Linked DNA regions of Hordeum vulgare: region 2 is linked to region 1. The links are chromatin contacts, called in public Hi-C maps. All regions are on one chromosome and are shown on one strand. The core of a region is the stretch at or near the end of the contact, and the rest is flanking DNA. Distances in the headings are between cores, read along the strand shown. Region 1 holds the start of LOC123395186 (protein NO VEIN-like). Region 2 holds the start of LOC123397878 (FCS-Like Zinc finger 6-like).

Evidence for each region. A called contact is a pair of places that touch in the nucleus more often than the background predicts.
Region 2: a contact with region 1 is called in a Hi-C map of seedling, with 3 times the contacts expected there. The contact joins the promoter of LOC123397878 here to the promoter of LOC123395186 in region 1. A contact is called at or near these places in 2 of 6 Hi-C or Micro-C datasets (leaf and seedling).

What each region holds. Positions count from the first base shown.
Region 1 is chr5H:405,526,622-405,531,656 of MorexV3_pseudomolecules_assembly, forward strand. LOC123395186 (protein NO VEIN-like) reads right to left here and starts at 1,584. Exons shown (of 11, transcript XM_045090126.1): 1 at 767-1,584. The coding sequence starts at 1,357.
Region 2 is chr5H:405,701,192-405,706,211 of MorexV3_pseudomolecules_assembly, forward strand. It overlaps LOC123397878 (FCS-Like Zinc finger 6-like), which reads left to right and starts at 1,824. Exons shown (of 2, transcript XM_045092397.1): 1 at 1,824-2,425; 2 at 2,551-2,986. The coding sequence starts at 2,073. The coding sequence ends at 2,710.

The DNA of each region.
Region 1 (5,035 bases), core at 334-2,833:
GAACTCCGACACAACAAATAATAATGAATTGAGTTTATTAATAATTGGGGTATGAGAATTGGTTTACGGAAACATCTCATTAACAACCAACCTTGTAGTAATATTTTTGTTTTTGCTTCTTTATTATAGGAAAAATCAACTTTTCGCTAAAACTTCAACTTATAGCCCCACCAGCCATACTTGCATATAGTATAGATAATTATTTTTACCAATTCTCTCTTGTGAATTTTCCAGCATTCAAAAATGCTGACCTACACGGCTGCAACGTGTCATGTTGCAGAGGTTTATTCCGCAAGGAGTGAGTCAACGTTCTACGTTCGATGATATGCCCTTGGAGTCGGATGGACTCGCTTTTTTCTACGTCTTATGCAGTAATTTATCTCATGAGTTGGCCTCCATCCAATTTATTATATTTGAAAATATATTATTTTTATAATAAAGACTCTACATGAGATTTCGATGTAATAAAGCAGATGTAATTGAACTTTGATGTATACACTGATGTAAAGAGACTTGACCGTTTAGACTACATACGGATGTATATAGACATTTTTAGAGTGTAGATTCACCCATTTTGCTCCTTATATAGTCATACTAAAATCTCTAAAAAGGCTTATAGGGCTTATATTTAGGAACAGATGGAGTATGAATTATGATGGAACAAGTACCATACACATAGACATAGGTGATTATTCCTCGAGACCCTAGTTATTATCTGAACGAAACATGGATTCACCATTATTAGATGTAAACTTATAAAGCATACCGTGTCAACTGGATGTTGACGGCACGGCTCGCTCCAGGTTGCTATAAACTCCTGCAGCTTATCCAAGCTAAGGATGTATTGTTCTTCTTCACGTTTTTGCTTCTTCTTCTTTGAGGGATGTTTGGACCAGGAGTCCGGGCAATCCTGCAGCTTATGAAAACCGAGGAGAGATGGTTTTTCCTCATGTTTTCGCTTCTTGGTGGGCCGTTCCACCACCCGAAACCAAGAGTCCGGCCAGTCGTGGTCGGAAAATTCATCATCTGAATCAACGCGCATGCGGAAGCCCGGCGACTTCTCTGTGGCACATTGCCCGCCTTGAGATCCGACGCCGGCCACGATCCCAGAAGAAAGTGCGGCCGCCAGGTGAGCAGGGGAGCCGGCTTGCTGGCCGAAGCCGCCGCCATCGCCACCGGATCCGCTCCCATCACCAAACACGATCTGGCCGGCATTACCCCCGCCGCTGCCGAAGTTGCCGGCGAACGGGCCGAAGCCGCTGCCGAAACCAGCGGTTCCACCGCCTAAACCGACACCGCGGCGGTGGCCATCGCCGTCGCCGCCGTTTCCTCGTCCAGCGCCGAAAGACCACGCCATCCCTGCATGCGGAGGGAATCCTCGCCAACGATCGAGATTGGGTAGGGATTCGAGCGGGATTGGGGAGAGAGCCAGGGAGAAGAGGGGACACGATAGAGAGGTGGGATTAAAGAGTAGTAATTCTTCAGCGATGGTCTGTGGGTTCGGTTACGCAGGGCAGGGGTTTTTCTTCGGCAAATGATTCCCCATTGACCGCACGATCCACCGGGAATTCAGAGATGAACGTCAGGATGTGCGTCGCTCTCAGATACGCATATCAGGCCAGCCAGAACAAGCCGGCTAGGATTTTAACCCAAGTACCAGATCCTACTCCCTCCGCAATTCTTTCCGGCAACAATTATCTTTACCTAATAATAAGGAGGCTATTGTTTCCGTCGGAAAACCCATCAAGATGATTTTACAAAAAAGTCCTTACTGTTTATGACAATTAAACTCGTAGTATATATTAAATATTTTTTAAAATACTCATATCTTTTAAACCATAACTCCAAATTTAACATATTATATATGAAATTTGATTAGAAAAATATGTAGAATTTAAATATGATATTATTTTATTTGTTAAACGTTTAATAAAAATAATATCTACGGTGTAATCTTAATAAATAAGTCATTATTTGTCTTTTTTTCATACCGGTACTCATCCGGATTAGGGATGAACACGTCAACAAAATCAGGATTAGAGATGAAACTGAAGGTCACTTGACTGATTCTTTGTACGTATTAAATCTACATGCAAGTCGTGTTAAAATAGAAGACCTCTGAAATTTTGAACTGCATTTTTGTAGGATAAGACGATCTTTATTTGTGTCGTAACTACAAATTCTTAGATTATAGACCATTTTTTATAAATTAAGAGCGTGTGGTATTTCTTTCTTCCGTTGCAACGCATGGGCCTTTTTGCTAGTTTAGATAAAAAAAAGTAGATGCATTTGTTTTTAAAAAAAACATCGTAAATGCCTATCATTCTTTGTTTATCAGTAGAAATATGCCAGTGTGTTACAACGACGGAAATAAATCATTTCATTCACTAGCAATCCATTAGTGTTGTCACTTTTTACTTCCACCACCAGAACATCCTTAATATGGTCATATTGTTCTCCCGTAAAAAATATGATCACATTGTCCACCTATTCACGATGAACGTAATCCATCCCAAGGCAATGATGCACTTTATCATCATACTCTAGTACAGCCTCACAAGCCCCCTAAGCTTGTAATTCTTTGGATTTATGATAATAGTGAGTAGAATCCATGTCTCGTCTACACTTGGTGCATGCACTATCTCAATGTATGTCCCTTGAAGCTTCAACTAATTTTTCAAAAGAACATGAAAGATCGTATGAAAGTGAAATCATTTAACATGTCCGGAATCAACTAATATATGTGACACCTTCAAATAATCTATGTAGCATCGACTGAGAACAGCAAAATAGAAATGCTCCTTTTTAAGTTTTTGGCATGGAATAACAATATATATATAAGAAGATCACACATTGTCAGCATCAATCATGTAAAGTAGATCTTGCTAACTCCACATACATGTAGAAAGGATAAATACATCATGTATTGTTTTTTCACTCGAGTGCAACACTGGATGCATACCATGGGAGGAAACTATTAATATCAAATGATTCAGAAGCATATAGCTACAACGCACAATACAGTTGGAATGCTAATGGAATAAAATTTAACAATTATTACTAAAACCATGCGGCCAAATGGCCAAAAATTTAGTGGGGCCATGTCATTTTGGGCCAAACGTGTTCATATATTTCGAGTGCATCTACCCAAAAGAACTTATTACATCCTTTCGAGTTTTATGGAATATTTATGCAAAACACTCACATCGTAAAGTTAGAAAAACATATACTCACTTGTATGTCACCACACTTACGTCCCAATTTTTAAATCTTGGAATTGAACCTTCCCCTACCATTTTTTCGAAAAGAAGTTGGATAAGGAAATTGTTGCTATTTCATCACGTGAATAACATGAACAAATTTATTTTCTGAACATGAACCCAATATTTTCAGTCCCATATTCTCACCAGATGTACCATGTTAAGAGGTTGAGAAAATGCAGTTTTTAACTAATGGGAAACATCAACTCTCACCGCGTGTTATCCGCGGCCTTCATAAAATCCAAAAGGAGTAATCTTGAAGTTTGGAATCAGATGGTTGTGTCTGATTCCAAACGATGCACATGTCCTAAAAAAAGAGTTCAGCGCCAACTAAGTATTTCCAGTCTCATATGCTCACCAGATGTACCATAGTAATTGACCTAACAAAGAAATCGGTGATGTCGACGAGTGAAAACAAAACACCCTTGTCCATCTAGCCACACAATGTGATCACAATACACAATGGTCTTTCTTGATTGCATCTCCATTGAACCATGCTTAGCATCAATGCAAATCTTTTTACATGAGAGTTTAACAAGTTCTTGTACTGAAAAATGACTCGCTAATAAAGAGACTGTGACGTGCATACATTAAAACAAATGTTTTTACTCGTTTCTGCCATGTTATGCTCAAGATCAGAACATAAAGTGAGTACAAATGACTGATGTTGCTCAATCGCTCCAATAAAAAAAGGATGTTGTTCAACCTTCATGGTTGTAACTTGTAAATTGAGCCTGAGTGTCCTAATGTGGAGGACCTAGGAAAGGAAAACAGATCTCGCCAAAGCCGCTCCCGCGGGCGGCAGGGCGAACCATAGTCGTCGCCAGACCGCTCCTTGATACGTCTCCAACGTATCTATAATTTGATTGTTCCATGTTGATATATTATTATTCTAGAATACTTTTGGGGTATTTATTTATCAATTTATATTATCTTTAGCACTAACCTATTGATCCAGTGCCCACTGTCAATTGTTGTTTTCTGCGTGTGTCATGGTTTTATCACGGCAGATGTCCTCGTGAAAGGACTTGAAGATGGAGCCATCGCACCTTGGTGGCGACTCGAAGGGGGTGAGCGAAAGCGAGACTCAGATTTCCCCAGGTTTGACCCCTCGTGAGGAGGTAAAAGCCTACGTCCTGCTTTGTGTGGATTAATGATGGTTTCGATTACAAGGAGGGCGTAACTCGCCTGACCTAGCTCTCGATTATCTCTAACTCGCCTGACCTCTCCCAGGACCCGCCTTTATATATAGGTCGAGTTCCTAGGGTTTACAAGAGTCCTGGCCATGCTACCTATCGCAACTTTCCTATCTCTAAATCGTCGTGTCTTCCAAGATCAGGAGTTCCTTTGGTAACCTATCATCCTCATAGCTTCTCGAGCCGCCATCCAGCCTTTGGGCTAAGGGTCGCGCTTCGAATGTTGAGTCGCCCCCTTGATGACCCGGCCCACTAAAGGCGGGTTATCCGCAGGTAATATCCCCAACATTAGGCCCCAGATTGTCTTGAATCCATTCACGTCAATAAACTTCACCCATTTGGGGCGACTCAACCATCCTTGTCTCTCGACGAACGATAAGTCACCATTCGTTGTGAACTTATTTGACCCGCCAGGTAATCTTTGATGACATCACCTTATCCCCTTAATCCTGGGGTTTTTAATGCCATAACCACCCAATGGATCTCTTGCTCCATATTTACTTATCCCAAAAACCTAGGCGCCATCATTGTAGATTCTGACTTGTCGCCTCGATCTCCGTTCTGACCGCCTTGATTCCT
Region 2 (5,020 bases), core at 574-3,073, 170 kb after region 1:
GAAACCATCCAGCCTATGCGTACCAAACACAAATGCACATTTCCATTGTTGTCTTGGGGTTTATGATTTAGGTAAAGACAAATGTGCACATTGCCGAATAACACCATGATGCAATAATATTGACTTGATCAACCTCATAAGCGGTTTTCTTCGTTCACATAGACATGGTTTCACTGCCATACTACTATAGATTTTGTTTATTATGCTTTGCATCTTTTTTCTAGTTTTACATTTTAGAATTCATAATCCTAAGTCTATAACCAAAGAGGGGGCACACTAGTTTGCAGTTACATGACACATCAAATGGAGTGAGAGCATATGTGAGTACGAAAATAGAAATCACACTCTTGGAACATAATATGTTGCACATCTAGAACTAATATTCCCTTTTATGTGTACAATGTAGAGTTGAAGTACTCACCACAAATTTTGAAACAACATATGCACATTGCAAGTTGAGTGCACTTATCGTTGTTTGTGGCTCTCCTTCCATTTGCTCCTTTTGTGTAGTAGTCAGTTAGGTATATATTTGTCTTCAAGACATACATGTATCAAATTCACAAAATACGTGCATCCATTTTTGTTTTTTGTTTTTTTAGTTGCAACATATAGCTTCTAAAGAAGGTGCATCATTACTTACGTAGCACTAGTGTCACTTTTTGAAGTAATCACATCGTCATGATTCTACACCCCAAGGGATCCACCTTCTCATTTCGAATCTTTGGTTAGGCATCTTTCTAGAATCAAAATCTGAGTTTATTTATGATGCCAAAATATCATTTATCATCAACTTTTCCCATGCAATTACATTTTCATTAATGTTGACAAGAAGTTTCTACATACTCGCTAGTCGGAATGATGAGCAAATTTACCAAACAATTAGAAATTTTGAATTTTCCAAAAAAAAAAAGATATGACAATGTGAATACCATTTTGTATCAACATTCAAAGGGATGTTCTCATTCGTATCGGCGTTTTTTTTGCAAATTCAAAATAGTGATAGATGTGTAGGCCTTGCACATAAGTGTAGATGATCCATGGTCTACTTCCCGGTGTCATTGTTTGTGACGCCCAACCATGAGAGTAGTGGTGGAGCTACACATGAACAAAACAATGCCTTGGCCCGCCCAGTCCAAGACCAGTAGACAAAGGAGTGAAAGTAAAACCGTGACAAATTTTGGGCTGCCCTGTAGCCTAAGCCGACTGGCTCACCCAACTTTTTAATAGTAGCCCCATTAATGCATGCGAGGTAGGGGGTCGAAAAGCAGAAAAGAAAAAGAAGTATAGTAAATATGTCGATAGCTGAATTGGATGATAGCATGATGCATGTTGTCCCTCTCAATTTTTCAACACAAGTTAGGCCCTCGTATATGCATTTTGTTGGTTTGAATTGGTCATTTCTCAATTACAAAGTAAATATATATGGGGTCTACAGTTGCTAGGCAACCCAACCACAAACTCGGCTTTCATCTCATGCATCGAGCTGCTGAATAACACCTCCTCTCTTTTGTCCTTCACAAAAAACTTCTCGGTCACACAAGCCAACAATAATGTTCACCCTCCTTCTACTAGTAGTAGCAAAGAGCAGCCAATGAAACTTGGCAAGAGGCGCCTGGAACCGCAATAAATTCGGCGAACGACGTTGCGACAGGCCCCCGACCGAGCGCCGGGAAGAGAACAAGCGCGCAGCAATCAGGCGCGAGCACGAGCGGCCCAGGGCCCAGGGCCCAGGGGAATAACAATCAGTGCGCTGACGTGGATCCGATCGGTCATGGGACCCCATCCGACGGCCCAGATCCTTTCCCCTCCCTTTTATCTTCCTCCCTCCCACCCTCTCGCAGTCGCAGATTCCCACCCTCTTCTTCCTCTCGTCTCCTCCTCTCCACACGCGCACGGACGCACTTCCATGGCCGCCGCCTCCTCCTCGTCCCCTCCTCTCAGCCCCGCTTCCTCGCGCTTTTTACGGACTATGCGAGCGTGCGTGTGCTAGGGTGGATCGTGCACACGGAGGCGTTTTGTTGGTGAAGGGAGGAGCTAGCTAGGCTGTGGTGTGGGGTGGAGCTTGCTGGGGTATGGCCTGCAAGAACGCGATGAGGAGAACGACGAGCTTGACGGAGGTCGCGCCGCCGTCCGTGCTGGCGGTGGTGTTGGAGGACGAGGACGAGGACGAGCAGGCCAGGACTGTGGTGCAGGCCGAAGAAGGTGGCGCCGACGGGGGGCAGGACTGGCTGGCGGCCCTAGGCGGCGGCAGCGGTGCCCCCGGGACGGACTGGCTCGCGGCGTACCGCGCGCGCGCGGCGCCGGCGCGGGCGGGGCTCCGGCGGAACTCGGCCGACTACTCCAAGGTCGAGACCGCTGCGTTCCTCCGCCACTGCGGCCTCTGCCGCCGCCTCCTCGGCCCCGGCCGCGACACCTTCATGTACAAGTACGTGAGCTAGCTGTCCGCCCCTGCACTCCATGCACGTGCATCCATGGCCAAGTTGTACCACTATCCAATATACTAATCCGTTGCTTTGCTTCTGCTTCTGCTTCCGTTGCACGATTTTTCAGGGGCGAGGCGGCCTTCTGCAGCCTCGAGTGCCGGCAGCAGCACATAACGCACGAGGAGTGGAAGGACAAGTGCACGTCAAGGTCGCCGGCGCCGGCGCCGGCGACCAGCCGCGGCCGCTCCGGCAAGACAGACACCGGCGGCACGGTGGCGGCGGCCTGATCAGGGCGCACGAGAGGCAGGCAGGCAGGCTATCATCTTCCGAAGCTACCAGCTCTAGAAGTTGTCGCTTCTCAGCGCTACGACGCATGTATTACTCGTACGCACGTTCGTACGTACGAACGCCTCGAAAACGAATCGATCTCTGCAGGCCGTCAGCCACCAGTGGTCGATCGATCGACCATCGCCTCAGTACGACTGCATAGTTTTTTTTTTATTAATCTTATAAGTATGTACTTGGAGCTCGATCGAATCCGTTTCTGAGATCGTTCCTTTCTACACTACTCCACTACTGATCGATTAATTAACTGCATCGCCTCATGATCTTATCTTGTTTGGCTGTGTTGTGCATCTTCGACGCTTCATATGGATGTAGTAGTACTGCGTAGACCGAACGCGTTAAACGAAATTGCACTTTAGTGAAGAGAGAAAGAAAAACAACCTTATCTTGCCTAGTGTGTAATCAAGTCTTGGCGATGTGTACAGTCAAAAAAGATGTGATCACTGTTGTTTTACGTGCTCGTGAGGCCGCCGCGGTTAAAGAAAATCATTGAACCAGTCGCGTGGTAATTAATCAATCCCGTGACCGTGAGAGGCGCTTCGGCAGTGGGCTTTACTACTAGTAGTACTACTACTAAACACTTGCGCACTAATTGCAACAATAAGACAAAATTCAGACAACTCTAGCAACTATTCCAATGTGCAACTGCAAGTATATATGCTGTCTCCATCCAAGTTTACAGTTAAACCCTTTACAGCCTGATCAAGTTTATTTTATTTTTTGGCAAAGTGATCAAAGTTTATATGAATAGTAGGTGGCACCGATAATATTCAGGCTCGGTTGGATCGGGCTACTTGCACCGTTTCCTTCCTAGACCTCTTTCTGGCAACCATAGTTGAACATGTGATGACAGAAGAATCAGACCATCAGGCGATCCTGGTTCGAGCGCAGGAGACAGCTCCATGTGTTGGTACCAGGGGAAGGGGGCAATTCAGATTTGAGGAGGCCTGGACCCGACATGACGGGTATGAAGGGATGGTTGCTGAGACATGGGATGAGGCTGGCTCGGTCTGTCAAGGCCTAGCTGGAGTCTGCCAGAAGCTGGGAAAGGTCACTGGGTCCATGCAACGATGGGCAAAATCAGTATTTGGTTCTGTACGAAAGCAAATTGTAAGACTGAAATCTGATCTAGTGGATGCGAAAGCCAGAGCCGGAGTGACTGGGTATACTACTGAGGTTCGGGACATTGAGGAGCAACTTAGGGAGGTTTACGAAAGGGAAGAGGTGATGTACAGGCAGCGATCTAGGATGGAATGGCTCAAGGCAGGAGATATGAACACGAAGTACTTTCAGAATAGGGCTTCACATCGGAAGAGAAAGAATACTGTCAGAGCACTAAGGAGGGAGGATGGCTCTGTATGCACGGTGGATGATGAGATGAGACAACTTGCGGCGGCCTTTTATGAGAAGTTATTCAAATCGGAGGGATCAACAGGAGCTGATGCACTTCTACACAACATTGATCAGCTGGTTACCGAAGCGATGAACGAGAAGTTAACAACCCCAATTACTGATGAGGAGATTGAAACTGCACTATTTCGAATGGGGCCAACCAAGGCTCCGGGGCCCGATGGATTACCGGCCATGTTCTACCAACGACACTGGTCGTTGGTAGGGGGAGATGTGTGCCGGGCGGTTCGAGACTTTTTAAGGGGGGCAGCAACTCCGGAGTCTTTCAATGCTACGATGATAGTCATGATCCCTAAGGTTAACTCTCCGGATTTGTTGTCCCAATTCAGACCGATTAGCTTGTGCAATGTTCTCTATAAAATTGCCACTAAGGTGCTAGCCAATAGACTCAAAGGCATTCTTCCTGTTTTGATCTCTGAGGAGCAGAGTGCGTTCGTCCCAGGACGTCTGATAACGGATAACATGCTTGTAGCTTATGAATGTGTACATGCGATAAGGACCAGGAAGAGTAAGAAATGTCTTTGTGCGGTAAAACTTTATATGATGAAGGCCTATGACAGGGTGGAGTGGACCTTCCTCGAGCAAATGCATCGCCAATTCGGCTTTGCGAGTGAGTGGATTGTGATGGTCATGAGGTGTGTAACATCTGCAAGCTTCTCTGTTAAACTCAATGGTGGTCTCTCTAGGAGTTTCTTACCCTCTCGGGGTCTTCGGCAAGGGGATCCGTTATCACCATACTTATTCTTGTTTTGCGTTGAGGGATTCTCTACAATGCTGAAACAAGCCCAGGGTGAGAATAAAAGCAAGGGTGTGTCTTTCGGGAGCACTGGCCCCCATATCAC